Linked DNA regions of Neogale vison: regions 2 and 3 are each linked to region 1. The links are chromatin contacts, called in public Hi-C maps. All regions are on one chromosome and are shown on one strand. The core of a region is the stretch at or near the end of the contact, and the rest is flanking DNA. Distances in the headings are between cores, read along the strand shown.

The links. Hi-C and Micro-C count contacts between places; a contact is called where the count stands out from the background.
Region 2: a contact with region 1 is called in a Hi-C map of fibroblasts, with 7 times the contacts expected there. The contact joins the enhancer-like site here to the promoter of BCL6 in region 1. A contact is called at or near these places in 2 of 3 Hi-C or Micro-C datasets (fibroblasts and muscle).
Region 3: a contact with region 1 is called in a Hi-C map of muscle, with 12 times the contacts expected there. The contact joins the enhancer-like site here to the promoter of BCL6 in region 1. A contact is called at or near these places in 2 of 3 Hi-C or Micro-C datasets (muscle and tongue).

What each region holds. Positions count from the first base shown.
Region 1 is chr6:110,160,440-110,165,528 of ASM_NN_V1, reverse strand. It overlaps BCL6 (B-cell lymphoma 6 protein), which reads left to right and starts at 1,956. Exons shown (of 9, transcript XM_044251971.1): 1 at 1,956-2,027.
Region 2 is chr6:110,910,335-110,915,423 of ASM_NN_V1, reverse strand. The region is part of intron 8 of LOC122908796 (lipoma-preferred partner); the gene reads right to left. Among named protein-coding and RNA genes, the nearest start is that of TPRG1, 550 kb to the left of the region's middle. Within about 2 kb of position 2,978, the one cell type or tissue checked has open chromatin away from gene starts, as enhancers often do. A contact at or near this core is called in fibroblasts, where this site is marked.
Region 3 is chr6:110,691,318-110,696,406 of ASM_NN_V1, reverse strand. All of the region lies in intron 5 of LOC122908796 (lipoma-preferred partner), which reads right to left. Among named protein-coding and RNA genes, the nearest start is that of BCL6, 530 kb to the right of the region's middle. Within about 2 kb of position 2,351, the one cell type or tissue checked has open chromatin away from gene starts, as enhancers often do.

The DNA.
Region 1 (5,089 bases), core at 707-3,206:
TCCCAAATATCCCAAGAAACAGCCCGTAATCTTTCGTAGCTCTGCTCACTTCTCCATTTTAAACCCAAATTTAAGGTTGGGAGAGGTAGAGTATTTTGGGACATATCTTTTTTGGAAATTAACAAGTGCAGAAATTTTGTGGAACCTTTAAGAACTCATCTGTAATTTAATGAGTCGCCTGAAGGACTCTCATAGCCAAGGCTCAGAACAGCCTGACCTTTGAAAGCTGCTTCTGGTCCAAACATTTTGGGTTAATTCTTGAGGAATCTGAAATATTATTTTCCCCTCACACCCTTTTTTAAGAGAGAGACATAAAAGAAACAAGAGTCTCCCTCATTCGGGGATGAGTAGGAGGGGAAAAAACCCCAACCAACATTTAAATAGGGAAACTGGCAGTTCTGAATAAACAAACCAAGGCCCGCAGTGAAATGATTCCGCACTGCATTTGCCTTTAAAAAGAAAGGAAAGAAGGAAGAAAGAAAGAAAAGAAAGAGTTCCCCCCACTTATCCTCCTCCTCCTCCCAAGTGAGCTCGGGAGCTAAGGAGCCTGTGCTGCGTGCCGCGCGCTGTAGTTGTAGCACAGGCTGTTCTAAACACACGCAGTATCTGTGATACTGGCACGGCAGGCCTTTAGAATTCCCTCCGGCTGATCTCTTAAACACAGACAGAAGAGATTTTTTTACAACGACCTTGAAACGAGCCGGGCGTGGGGGGGAGCGCGGGGGATCGAGACCTTAAGAAAAAGCAAAACACAAACATGTATTTGGTTCACCTAATTTGGTAGAACACACGCGTACACATACCCAAACACACACACGTTTCTTTCAACAAGAAATGTCCGAACAGTCAACAATAACAGAAAGAGTAAACCCACCACTTGCTGTCCTGGAAAGAAATAAACCAAACCAAAACAAATCCTTTGAACATGTCCCTCAAGTGCAGGAGAGCCTCCTCTCAGTAAAAAAAAAGAAAAAAAAGTCCAAGGGAAAAAGAAAATTGCACCCCCCCCCAAAAAAAGTGGGGGTTGGGATTGTTACATGCGATCAAAAATTGAAGCCGCTCTCAATAGTCTCAATATTAAAATAACACATCTTCTTTAAAGCGCTTGAGCGATTAGAAAGTGGGGGTGGGAAGCACACACACACAAAACAAAATCCAACCGACGCGGGATCCTAGTATTTACGTAACACCACAAACTTGCAAAAGGCAAAAATCAGAAGAAGAAAAAAATCCGAAAATCATCAAAATACAACCACCAAAAAAAGGAAAAAAAAAATCCCAAGCCACCACATCAACAAGGAAAAAAAACAACAAAAGAAAACCGAAAGACGTCCCAAATAAAATAAAGCAAATGAACCCACCGAAAACTGCTTGGCAAATATTTTTCTCGTGGTGCCTAATATTCTAGCTGGAAAGAGCTGTGGTGTTTATTGTTTTTTTCTCTTACTCGCCTCTAAAGCTACTATATATAACAGACTTTTTCCAACGGGTCGAACCTCTCTCTCCCTTTTGTGTATTTAGCTCGAGTAGCTGAGTTTATGGGTAAGAGAGGAGGAATTAGCCCCAGACCCCGGGAAAGCAAAGCGCACTCCCCCTCTTATGTCACCGAATAGCAAATTAGTTCTCAGAATTCCAGAGGCCGAGCTTTGCTACAGCGAAGACGCCGACGTCACAGAGGGGGCGCCCACGTGACGCTGGCGGAGCAGACTGTACCATCGTGCGGGGCCCCGGGAGGGAGGGACGCCGTCTGGCCCCTCGAGCCTCGAACCGGAACCTCCGAATCCGAGACGCTCCGCAGCTGAGGACCTCGAAATCTTCTGGGAACTGGAAAAATATTGTGGCTTTGAGGGCTTTCCATGGGCTAAGAGAGGCAAAAGTCCCGGAGAGCTGACACCGAGTCCTCCCCTGCCTCGTAGCAGTGGTAAAGTCCGCAGCTCAAATTCCGAGAATTGAGCTCTGTTGATTCTTAGAACTGGGGTTCTTAGAAGTGGTGATGCAAGAAGTTTCTAGGAAAGGCCGGACACCAGGTGATTATTGCTGTTGCTGCTGCCGCTGCTGCTGCTGCCGCCGCCGCCGCTGGTGCCGCTGGTGCCGCTGCCGCCGCCGCTGCTCATGATCATTATTTTACCTTTTAATTCTTTTTTTTTCCGCTCTTGCCAAATGCTTTGGCTCCAAGTTTCCTATGTGTATCTATTGATATAAATGTATATATTTATTTATTCTAGCTGTCAGGTGTTAAAATAAATGCCGAAGATTAGTCCCACGTCTCTCCCACTCTAGGATATAGATTTTTATATATTTGTTATTTTATTCTTGTTGTCTTTGAGTGAATCGGCCGGTTTGGGGAGGCTTTTGCCACCCTCCCTTGTGTTGTTTTGGTTTTGGAAAAGGAGGTGGAGGAGAGGAAGGAGGGGAATTAGGGGGCGGCCGGAGCCGAGAGGACGAGACAGTGTTCGGGGGGTGCTCCGGGCAAGTCTGGGGGCTGTCTGGCCCCAGACGACGGAGAGGACGCGCGCTCGCGCTCTCGCTCTTTCTGCTGCTGCTTGCGTACGGCTTGTGATCTCGCTGGATTCGGGCGGCTGTGTTTTTTCCCTCTTTTCTCGCTTGCAAACTGCCTTCCTCGCTCCCTCGCTCCTGCCTCCTCTTCCCTCCCTCCCTCCTCCTTTCCCTCGCCTCTCCTTCCTTCTCCTCTCCCGTCCTTCTTGGTGACTCCGGGAGGCGAGGAGGGAGGCTGCCCGCTCGCTCGCCCCGCTGGCTCCCTTCCACCGGCCTCGCTCCTCTAGATTCCCTGCCTCCGAGCCGAGATTTGGGAGGAAAAATGCAAGCGAACTCCTCGGGTTTTGTTTTTCTCCCCCCTCCTCCCCCTTAAGCCCAGTTGAAGTATCGTTTCTACTATTTCCTTTTAGATCCGCGGTCTTCCTAACGAGATCCGAGTGTTCTGGTGTCCCCTTTGGTGGACCCCTTTGGTGTCCCCTTACCCTGTGTTTTGGGGGAGGTTTAGCTTGCCTGGGGGCGGGGATGTTGAATACTTTGAAAATTATTCTTTCTTGGTTGCAGTCAAGGGAGTCGGGAACCCCCGCGCGCTCCCTCTCCTCATCCTGAGGGGAGAGACTGGTGGCGGGACAGGGATTTGGGGGGTGGGTGGCAAAGGGGTGCGCGTTTGCACCTGCGGTGCTGTTTAGCGTGCGGGGACTCTGGGAACCTTCACAGGACGGCCCAGCCGAGCGGGAAGGTGGCGGGATTTCTGGCGGTCGCGGTGTTTGTGTTTTGGGCGCTGCGTGACTCGGTGTTAGCTCCCAATGGCTGTTCCCCCGCCTCTCCTAATTTTGTTTTATTTTTTCCCATGGTGCGAGCTTTGTAAAAAGACAACTGCAGACCGGAGAGTAGACGACGTCAGGCTTCAGGTTCCCGAGGTCCTTGCAAGGGGCTAGGGGAAAAACAGCCCCAGCCCGCGTTCCTACGTGCAAGACCCGGGAGGAGAGAAGGGCACGCTGTGGCCCTGGATGAGGGACCCGGCAAGGGAGGAGGGGGCGCGGGCGAGAAAGGGAGATCTTTGTGAGTGATTTTGCAAAAACGTTTTGCGAGGTTGGTTGGATTTGCAACCTGTGGCTCTCCTCGAGGGAGTAAGAATGGGGGAAGGCGGCGGCGGCGGCGGCCCGGGGCGGGAGCGGGTGGGGAGTTGGATCCTCGGAAATGAGCTTCGCTCTTGGGCAGCGGGAGCTAGGGGCCACCCCGCTGCGAGAGGTAGTGACCGTGGTCAGTGTCTTGAGAACTGTGGATTGCATTGCCTTTATGATGCGTGTTATTGGAACTCTGGCGAAAAATGGATCTAGTGTTACAATAATGAGTTTCGAAGCTACTCCACGGAAAACAAAAACACAACCCAATAGATTAAAAAAAAAAAAGAAAAAGGAATGAAAAAGACCCCTTTAATGGGGTGCCCCTTTTTGCAGTGGTTAAGAGTTGGTGGTAGGGGTCCAGCAACTGAACCTGGACAAGAACCCCAAATAGGGTATGGAAAGTCCAGAGCTGTTACTGGGTCCCTGTCCATCACAGAGAGAGAGAGAGCTGGTCATCTACCCGCCCCCCACCAGCAGCCACAGGAAACTGATTTAATCTTCTGTGGATTTTTTTTTCCATTCAGTTTATAGTTTCCAGGAGGAAAATGTTGTGGCTCTTTACTTTTTTTTTTTTTTTTAAGAAAAGTATCAATAGATGCTTTTTTTTTTTCCTGTCAAAAAAAAAAAAAAAAAAGCCAAAAAACTGGGGCAGGACAGAGGGAACCAGGGAAAGGGCTGTTTAGAAATACAGTTTGTGGCTCTGAGCGATGCCACTGGCTTCCTCTACAGAGACTGCCAGTTTCCCTTTTCTTTGCAAGGTGTGTGTGGTTTTAATAAATAACTTAAAAAAAATAAGAGGGGGGGCCGGCAAGATCTGTCAGGAGACAGGTATCTATTTTGCTCACTATTTACTACCAAGAGCCTTTGGCACTGGAACAGAACCTCGTAAATCTGCAGCCCAAGTTGAAGTTCATCTGGCCCTAGTCCACACGCTATTCCTGGAGGTAGCAAACATGAGCTCAAAGGAATGAGGTGAAATCACATTCTTGCTTTAAAATATATACCTTTTTTTTTGGTTAAGGAGAAAGAATATTGTCTCTGGGGCAGAAGGAAATGGAAGGAAGGGCGCCAGGAGATGGGCATTCCCTTGCTAAAATGACTCCAGTTGGGTCCTCAGGCTGAAATAGAAACCTGTAGATGGGAAATATTTCCTCCTCCCCCCACTTATAAATAGAAGTTTCCAATATCCTATTTGGAAGACTTTCCAATACTGCAGGCCCAAGCATTGGCTTATCTTAAGGGTCTGCTGTTGGTAAGGCCAGAAGCTGTTGGTAAACTGGGGAGCCTGAAGAGAAGGAAGCCAGAAGTGGGAATTCTCCAGTTGGCCTTTTCTTCTGTGCTCACTTGTGCAGGGTTTTACCCCATGCTTTCTTGAAAAGATTCTCCAGTTTATTCTGGGTTTGCTGGACAGGGATGGGACTCTAACTCTTAAGCTGTCGTTTCCTGAGCCTTAAAGAGTTCCAGTTATT
Region 2 (5,089 bases), core at 1,729-4,228, 750 kb before region 1:
TTGTTTTGTTTTGTGGTACTGCTTGGGTTTTTAAAAGGACTGAGAGGAGGGAGGAAGTGTAAAGAAAGTAAATGAATTACCCCTAAACCTCTTAAACAGGGAGCTCCCTGAAAAGCAAGACATCTATTTTATTTTCAAGAAAACAACATAGTACTGGAGCCTACAAGATTCCTCACTATAATTTAGACTCCTGCGTACATTGCATCAGTTAATTCTGGCCATTAATCTCTTAATCTACATTCAAAATTCAACAGACACAAAGCACATAACCACTTTAGGAAAGGCTGTTTCAAAACACACTGCCTTTTTATTAGCTTATTATACAAAAATTATGGTAATTTCCTAATAAAGTTATGGACACAGGCCACATTATTAATTGTATTGCAAATACAATATTTAATTAAAGATACATTATGTTGATAGAATTTAGCATCTGGCACTCGGGCTTTGCAGACCACAGAGGGTAACAGCATGAAAATCATCATGCGAAATGCTCTCTTGTGTTCCAGTTTCCTATCAGAGTCAACTCAGAACACCATTTAAGGGCCATTCCGTTTTGCAGGCATACCTAGGACGAGGGGAGAAACTCATCAGCAGCAGTCACATATGACCTCCCCCCCAGGCATTCTGTGGTCCCTTTCCCTCCGGAGACACACGGCTTTTCTCTAAGCACCTGCCAATGAGAGGGTTGCCGCTTTGTGGACCCCAACACACAACCAACTGTTGCTAATTTTTAAAACAGATGCTAATCACTTTGATTAGTTTAAGACCAAGTTTTCTTCTATATAGTCGCAAAGTTTTTTAGATTCCTTTCTAATGTCAATTAAACATAGTCAATGGTGGACTAATGAGACCTATTTAGTCGTGACTGATAATTTACGGCACTTGTACCGTTCCCCGCGGGCCTTTTCTTTCTCCACTAAACCACAATCATATCTCATTACTGTGGCTTCATGACTACTTTCTGGTCTAAATTTTGTCGCTGGCATTTAGTTAAGAAAAAGATTTTTCTGTAATATCTATAGAACCTTTTCCTGTTAAAAATGTCAAATCAGAGCGTTCTTAACTTAAAAAATACTGCCACTGAATTACGACAGCGCATCTCAACAATAGAAGAGAAACACCAACCAAGGGAGGGTTTTTTTCCCTTTGTTTAAAAGTTATCCCATGCTGCTATGAAAACTGAAACAAATCTGGAGAGAGCCACTTCTGTAGGTTATCAGTGACCCTGCTCTCCTTAAAAGGACAGTGTAAAGGGTCTCCACACCTCATCCTGCCCCAAGGAAACCCCCCAGCCAAAAACTGCAATCTTTTATTACAAGAGGCGGCCAGGAAATACCTGTGACAACACCTTGAAGATGGACGAAGGGACGCCACAGCAGTGTTAATAATGCTGCTCTCTCTGTACGCAAACACACTCTGTATATTTCATACACATTTAACAAAGGAACAGAAATAATCTTGGCAATTCAGATATAAAACAAGTACACTTCTGTGTTCACTATTTTTTCTCCTATGAAATGTACATATAAATACATAGTGATAGTTAACAGGTTTTCAATTAAAAATGGTTTTACATTTTCAACTTCAGCGTTTTAAAACCTGGACCCATAGCCCCAGGGCAAAAGCAAGGTGTGTACATGTCAGCCCCTAGTACTAAAACTGGAATGTCAAGTCCATCATGCTGGCCCACCATGTTAGAGAAGGGGGCAGGCATTTCTCTGGTCTCTTCCCTTCCTCACCCTCGGCACCGATACCAGAGTGGTAAGAGCTGTCTCTCAGGAATCCATTCAGTCACCAAGAAAATGGCTCAAATTCAGAAGTCAGTCTTCAAAAAAAAGAAGAAAAAGAAAAAAAAAAAGTAAAATAACCTGACATACCCTAATCCAAATGGTGAAGTATAGAAATAGAAAAATGAATTGTTAAGTACTACATCAAAAACTAATGATGTATTATATGTTGGCTAATTGAACATACCAAAAAAAAATATTTTTAAAGTTTTTAAAAAGTAATATAAAAGGAAGAGGGTCAGGCCAGTGCATTTTTACAACTCCTATGAACTTGTTATAAAACCCAGGTATTAAAATGCCAAAGGCAACAAGTTCAATAAACCTCTAACGTGTTATTCTATCTTTCTGAGGACTCTGATTTTCTAAATGAGTCACCGATTCTCTGCGAAATTATAAAAAAAAAGTTATGTCAAGTGATTTATTTGTCTGTTCCTTTAGGTTCCCTGAAACATGGGGTCCCTAGAGAAAAGAACGAATGACAGGTATATTTGCTAGAATTCAGTGGAAATGCTTTACATTTCAAAGTCATTTCTTAAATAACGAGTGAGAAAAAATATACCTTCTAAGCTCTTCAGGCAATGATGCTACATTTCTATAATGCCAAATAACTTTTGCTCAAGTTTTCAAACTGTTGTAGAAATACTGCACGGATGGAATTTTTCAGAGAGGAAGGAGTTTATATCACAGAAGTAAGTTAGGCTCTCTTTGCCAGTTTTAACATTAAAAAAGAAGTGGGCTGAAGAGATGTGGGGTTGAGAAGTAAGAGGATGTGGGAAGTATTAAAAATAAGGCCCACATAAAAAAATATGAAAGAAAAAAAAAAACAAGCAATGGAACAGGATATAGAATAATTCAGATATAAAACATGAGACAAGAACCATCCCAATAAATAGACATAATTTAAAATAGGAAATATCCTGTTATTTCATGTCATGACCAAATTCACACGTACACACAAAAGGCCAAAAGTAAAAAAAAAAAAACAAAAAAACAAAAAAAGTAAACCTATTTTTTTCTAGTCTAAAACTGGAAAAAGGAGCTTACTTTTTAAAGAAAAAAAAATCCCTCATTTAATTCTTGCTCTTATCAGAGAACCTTCTTTGTCAGTTTTAACAGCAGATTAATCACTTTCACAACCTACGGAAAAAGTTTTCTGGAAAGCATAACAGCCTGCGAGTGTAAATGACAGTATTACTTTTCCTGCAGCTCAGCCGCCTACAAATTCTCTCTCATCCATGACTCAGCATGAGGTAAAGGGAGCTAATGAAAAGGACCACATTTCCTTTTAAAATTTATGAACTTTCTTTCAGCATACAGAACTGTTTAAAAAAAAAAAAAAAGAAGTCCCCCAAAAGCTTGATAGGAAAGTAAAGCAGCTCTCCATGAATGCTTGTCAGTTATATACCTAGAAACTTCCTTCCAAGTAATGCTAAAAATAAGTGTGTTATCTGCTCCCCCGCCCTACCTAGGGCTTAACATAATAATCGATGAAGGATTTAGGGCGTACACATTTCTGTATTACATTTATAGTATTACTGGGAGGAGGGAATCAAAAAGTTGCTTTGCTGAAACCAAGATTTCAAGAGGAAAAGATAGAAAACACAGAACTTTGCGGTCAAGAGAAGGGACTTGTCCTGGGGCTTTCCCTCCTAGTAAACTACCACTTGATTTGATTCTGTAAACAGCTCTCTGGAAGTGCTCAGGTTCCCAGGGAACCACTACAGAGGTAGGAGAATTATAGTTTATGATATGTGTTCTTCTCCAGAAAAAAGAAAAAAAAAATGATGTGGTCACTTTGTTGGAAATGTTTGTGAGCTAATAAGACAGTCTCATCTATAAGCATTCATCAAATATCTACCCGGAGCTTGATCTCTGCTAGACAATCCATCAACCACAGAACAGCAGGAATGGGAAGCTTAACAAGTTAGGGTCATAGTCTATGTCCTTGTGGAACCCACAGAGTTGGAGAAGTGGGTGATCATGGGGGAGGAGGCAGGGAGGACATGAATATATCCAGGACAGGGTGAAAAGTATGGGGATTCACAAGTTCAAGGAGAAAAAACACAGAAGCATATAGCAAGGGTCCCTAAACTAAGAGCACAGGAGGTGGATGGACATTTTTCTAGGCGAATGACAGCCATGTTGAGACATGGCAATAGAGGGCAGGGGGCAAGAGTGTGTTCCCAGCAGAGAAAATAGCACGGGACTGTCCAGTGGCAGCTCAGTGTCCTTGGGGATCTGGAAGAAGACCAGCGGAGGCAGAGCATGGAGCACCAGACAACGACTTGTAGAAGAAGAAAATGTAGAGGCACAAAACACCTAAATTGGAAAATGCTATTAATATTTCTATTGTACACGTGGGAATGAATCAAAAGGGGTTGCTTGTCCGAGTTCGCACAGCATGGAAGTGAGATTCAAACCTATTTCTGTCTGATTTCAGAGTCTGTTTTCCTTGTCACTCTTATACTAAGGGGCTAAGGAGATAAGGCTCTAGAAGAGAGTAGTACAATGAAATTTGCATTGAGACACAGCTGAGTGGAAAAGCCTGGGAGCAAGGGGAGTGACAACTAGGAAACACCTTAGAAGTTTATCACCAATGTGACAGCAACCTGGTACCCATGAGATGAGGGTGACCTGGAATCTTTATAGGTAGTGCAGACAGAAAAAAGTAAAGGTCTGTGAAGTATCTTGGAGGTAAAATGGACAGCAAGGGAGAGAGTGGAGTATAGACAAAATACCCAGAGAGCGAGACGGATGGGCCTCAGCAAGTCAAGTTCACAGAAGGCAAAGACACTGAGGAAGAGCAGAGTGGAGCTGTCTGAAGGAGAGCTGGAAGAATATAGGCTTATGTCCAGAGGGAGTTTTTGGTTTTTGTTGTTGTTGTTTCAATTTTATAATTAATGAACAAAGCAATGACAGGACCCCGGGGTGTAACCTGGGGAATGGAGGCCGCAGCTAATTGGAGATTAACACAGGACATAAATGGTCAAGGGGCTGAGAAGATCTTCCAAACAGAAGAAAAGCCTGGACACAGGCGAGGCAGTGAGCCATACGCCAGGTGGTCAGTGAGTGACTGCCAGGGCCAGGAGACCGGGGGATGACAGCCATGTGGAGGAGAATGTGTTTTAGTCAGACGATTTCCACCTTGAAGAAGCACATAAACATACTAGTAAATGGCAACTCAAGTTAAGAATGCACGAGAAACTACCATTAGTGCTGCTGTTTGTTAACTCAGAATGAACACCAAGAAACTATATGACCAACAACAGCTCTATCTCCAGAGCGAAGCTCTCCACATG
Region 3 (5,089 bases), core at 1,102-3,601, 530 kb before region 1:
CAAATAAATAAATAAAATCTTTAAAAAAAAAAAAAAAAAAGTCCATATAATTGCCTTCCAAAGTCAACTCCAATCCAGTTTCTATAAGAAACCCCCAGGTAGAAAAGAGTTCCTCAAATTCTCTCCCTCACAAGGTATAACTACTGAGCTCATGCGTCACACTGAGTCTTGGCTGGCCAGGACTCAAACTCACCTCGATACCCCTGCCACCACCCTTCTTCAATTTCTTAGCAACCCACCCTGCAAGGTGGGTGCCAAGTAAATGCTTGTTAAGTCAGGTTGGTCTGCAACCTCAGTTTTCTGATATTCGGCCAAGCACCTTCTTAAACATATCTTGCTGCCTCTGTTCATTCCAAGCCTAGAAGTGTGCAATCCCCAGAGCAGCAAAAATAGCTCCAGCCACCTCCAAATCCATCAAGCTACTTCCCAGACGGACTAAATATGGAGCAAGAGGGAAGAGACAGAGAGGAAAGGAGAGGAGGAACAAAGGGCACGCGGACCACGCACTGAATATACAACTGTGCCTGCGAGCTGTGGAGCATGGACGTGGTCCTCCCAGCCTCACAAGGAGGGAACCTGCTGTGCAGGGAGACTCAGTGGCTGGCCCGGGGTCTCACACAGGCTCCCCTGTGGAGCAAGCACTTCCTTTTCTGCAGTCTAAAAGGGTTCTGTCTCTACCACTGTGGACGGTCTCAACACACAGCCGTCAGCAGGGCAGACCCGTTGAGTCCCCAGCGGAGGATGGGAGCCATCTGGCAAAGAAGAGCATGGCGGCCACCTACGGCAAAGGCCGTGTACCGAGAGTCATGCAACCAGCAAGGTCAGAGTGAAATCATCATGGCAGAAGAATTATGAGACAGACCTGTGTAACTCCAGAGGCAACTCAAGGCACACATCAGATGGGAATTTAAAAAAAAAAAACCTCTTTAAACACACAAGGACTCAGATGCCAGCACACAGTGATGGCCCCAGCCAGACAGCAAAGGCATATTGGCACCACTGTAATTTGTCCATTCACCAATATGCTTCCCGAAAAGCACCCATATGCTTTCTTTTAGCTTCCATATGCTTTTTTAGCAAGGAAACTAAAATATTTCATTAGTTTTGAGTAATTAATAATTACTTATTTCACAATAGTCACCCTCATTAAAACACGAAAATAACTGATTAAGCTGCAGGATCCTGGCTTTCAACTCAAGCTCTTTTCCTTTTTCCCTTTTTTTTTTTTTTTTTTAAATCTTCTCCTCTAGGAATTGAGTAACAGAGTAAAACAGCCAGTGTGGAAACGTCAGCGCGGTAGGAGAATGGGGAGTTCTCACATGCACAGCCCGGCGTGCCTCTCGACTGAGACATCATGGTTTAATGAAAAGAACATGGACTTTGTGAGCAGAAAGACTTGGGATCCAATCCCAGGTTGACCCCTGTGAGTCGTACTTCTGAGGAAATGAAAGGCGTTGAAAAGATAAAGGCTGCTGGATTCCTTCAAGCTGGCCTTCCATGATTCCCAGGGAGCCACTTCACAGGTTTCCCTCCCGCCATCGCAAGGCATGGGGAAGGCATGCCCCAAAAAGGCTGGCAGCATGCCAGCCACTGGCACCAGGCCATGGCCAATGGTCTTGACATTGATCTCAGGCATAAAACAATGCTTCTCCAGCTCTAATGAGCATAGGAACTACCTGGGGATCTTGTTAAAATGCAGATTCTGATTCAGGAGGTCTGCAGTGTGGCTTGAGGTCTGCATTTCTAACAAGCTCCCAGGTGATGCTGATGTCCCTGGTCTTCAGACCAAACTTTGAGAGAAGCCAGAGCCTACAAGGTACCAAGATGAAATCAAAAGTAGAATCTGGAGAAGGAGGACAAGGGTGCCTGTCTCTTCAGGCTACGATGGCCTCATCCAGTCCGGTTAACCATCATGCTGCCACGTACTGAACTTGTCCTCGCCAGAGTCCTGGCAGTATGGTCCTGGCAGTACCATTTCCATTCGACACACAACAAAACCGAGACCCAAAGAAATCAGGTCATGTACCAGAGGTCATGCAACGAAGAACACCAGATTCCCAATCCAGGTGTGTTGGCCTATCGAGTCTATCTGCTATGCATCAGGCAGTGGAAGACAGAAAATCTTAGGTGGACACTACCACAGAGGCTGGTATTAAGTCTGCTTTCTCCTTTGCCTCTGTTTCCCCACAGCTGAGGTGAAGACATGGCACCTGACAATCTCTGGGGCCTCTCCGACCCTCTGACACCACCTTTCACTCTCAGAGCTCCCAGGTCCACTCACAGGGGGTCACTGAGCAGGAAGCATTAGCTTCACACATGTGGCAGACATTATATCTTGGCACGATCCAAATTCTAGCTGCTCACATCTGCATTTGTGCTGATTCGTGCATGGTCAGAAGTCTATCTCTGTTTAAAAAAATCCCACGCTCAGTCTAACAGAGAGACGTTAATACGCAGATTCCCCAAAGCACTGACATTCCAATCCAGCTGATAACTCACAGCTATCAGGGTACTGGGACTCTAATCTGTTTTGTCTCTTCCTCATCTCACCGACAAAAATGAAGAAATTAAGACCACTAACCTGACAGAGCTTGAAGAAAAAGGAAAAAAAAAAAAAAAGAGCTATTTACAATGCATTTTATACAACTATCCAACATGTTTTAGTCTGACTTGAGGTGCCAGATAAGCATTTAATTAATAATTTATCATTTGAATGATTCAGGATATGTGATCTTGTCCCTCTCTGAACTCCCACAGCACACATGGACTGCACTCCTCTGGGATCCACGGACCGTTTTCTACCTGGGATGTCTATGGTTTCTAGAATTTTCGTTGTCCCTATGCATATTCAGTATGACTCCCCAGAGGCACTCACATATTTGGGACCAGATCTGGATTGGAATCCAGACTTTGTTATTTATTAGCTGTATGACTGGACAGATTACTCAATCACTCTGATCTCAGCTTCTGTACACGAAAAACGGACAAAAAAAATAATTTTCTGTTTTGCCAGATTAAGTGAAATAATATATAAAAATGGCTATCCTTTACTGAATCTGGGTTAGAAGTAGTTTGAGTGAGTGAGAGTGAGTGAAGCGAGCAGAACAGCAGTCTCAATGTTAAAATATCACTCAACAGTTTGAGACATTGAACTGTGCAGGTCACACTCATAAACAAGGCTGAGGCTCCGAGGAGAAACACAGGTGAACTACAAAAAATCTAGCAGCAACAGAAAATGTAGCCAAATGTCATCTTGGGCCTTCCTTATCAAAGAATGCCTTCTGCTTAACCTAGAATCTACACTGGCCTTCAGAAGCCCTAGAAGCCTCCTAAAATTATAGCCAACATTCTATACAGATGTGCATTTTCTAACTATTTCATAGATTTACCTGAATTCTTTAATATTCCATAATCCTCTTCCGACGCTGCCACCTACCCCCCACCCAACACACACAGGCATCACACAAGAGTTAAAAACACCTTAAAAAACCTTAGACAAGTCCCTTGACAAAAAGAGACCTTCCCATGGTGCGGGGGGGGGGGTGATTTTAATATTTAAAAGCTGAGGGAGGCAAACACACTGTTTAAAACCTCCATGGGCAGTGAAAGTTAAGATAATGAGCACTGCAAACCCAAGAGAAAGGCGGTTCTGGATTCCAGACCTGGCTCAGCTGCACATTGCTCTGGGACCAGGAGCTAACCAGAGATTCATGGAAATCAGAATGGAGAGAAATTTTGACATCATCTATTTCACCTCCGTCTCCTCCCATCGCATAGATGGAGAAACTGAGGTTCAGGGCAAGGTCATGGCTTCACTGGAGTCAAAGCAAATTAATTAAAGCCAGAATTTGAACTTCAGACTTGGCAAAATGATTTTCACACCCTGTATTTCAGTATCAGAAGGTCCAAAATACGTGCTTAGATCCAGTGTCCTCTAAACAGACTCCTAAATGATGGATAATTTCAACTCCCTCCTCTGGACCTGGAAATCTCATGAACACATGAGTTTGGTCTTGGCAAAGATCACTCCAGCTGCTTCTCAGTCCAGCCCAGTCCCATAAGAATAAGGCAGAGAGACGGTCTGAAAGAATGAGAGATGCTGCCATTAATCTTGTGTAGCACTGCACCTGGGAATTACAGGCCTTGAACTAGATTTCACTGTGTTGGCTATTACTCTCCTGTCCTCTTCCTTATTAATCCTTCATCCGTCTTCTCTTTATTAATGCTCCCAACTATGCACAGTAAACAGCCAGCTAGGAGCTCCTCCTCAGCCTCCCATAACTCACTGGATCAAAAAAGGACAGGAGGCGGGTGGAGGAAACAGAGGTGATGTCAGGGTCAAGTAATCTCTTACAGGAAGGGCTGCAGGGGAATCCACAGTGTCCTAATAAAACACAGACAGCAGAAGCCAGCCAGAATCTCTTACTCCACTGCCCCACGGAATTAACAAGAATGGCCGGAATCCACTTTTGCTTTAAAAGCATCTCATACCCCTGCACTGCCACACAATGGCCCTTTAAATACTGGGACGAGAAAGGAGAATTTATAGAAAGAGACCTCTCTCCTCAAACAGAGACAGAACTATGGAGTCAGATGAAAAGTCTAGACCAGGATCTGCCACTAATACCTTAGACAAACTGGACTCCTTCCTTGACCCCAAGTCTCAGTGTCTAATAAGGGAATTTGGCTAGACTGCTTCTTAGAGTCCCCTCCCTCCGGCTTTGACATTCTGACCTCTCCTTACAGGTCAAGGACTCAACCTGGAAAAATCTAACGGAAGACCCCAACGACGTTAACCAGTGGTTAAGTTTCCCAGACCCTCTCAAAATGAGACCCAGATGATGGAGTAGAGAAACATGAAGGAAGATGGACTTGTTTTCTTCCTTTCTAACCAGAACCTGAATGTTCCTGGAGGTAAGGGATGGCCAATGCATACACACCCCACTATGGCATAGACAGACTCCAAACCATGAACTGCTCTTCTGATATGTAGAAGATCCAAAGCTAATAGACAAATACCTACTTCTAAGCACTGGCTCTGTCACAGGGTCCTAAGACTTACCTAGGACTTCAGAAAAGTGGCAGCAGG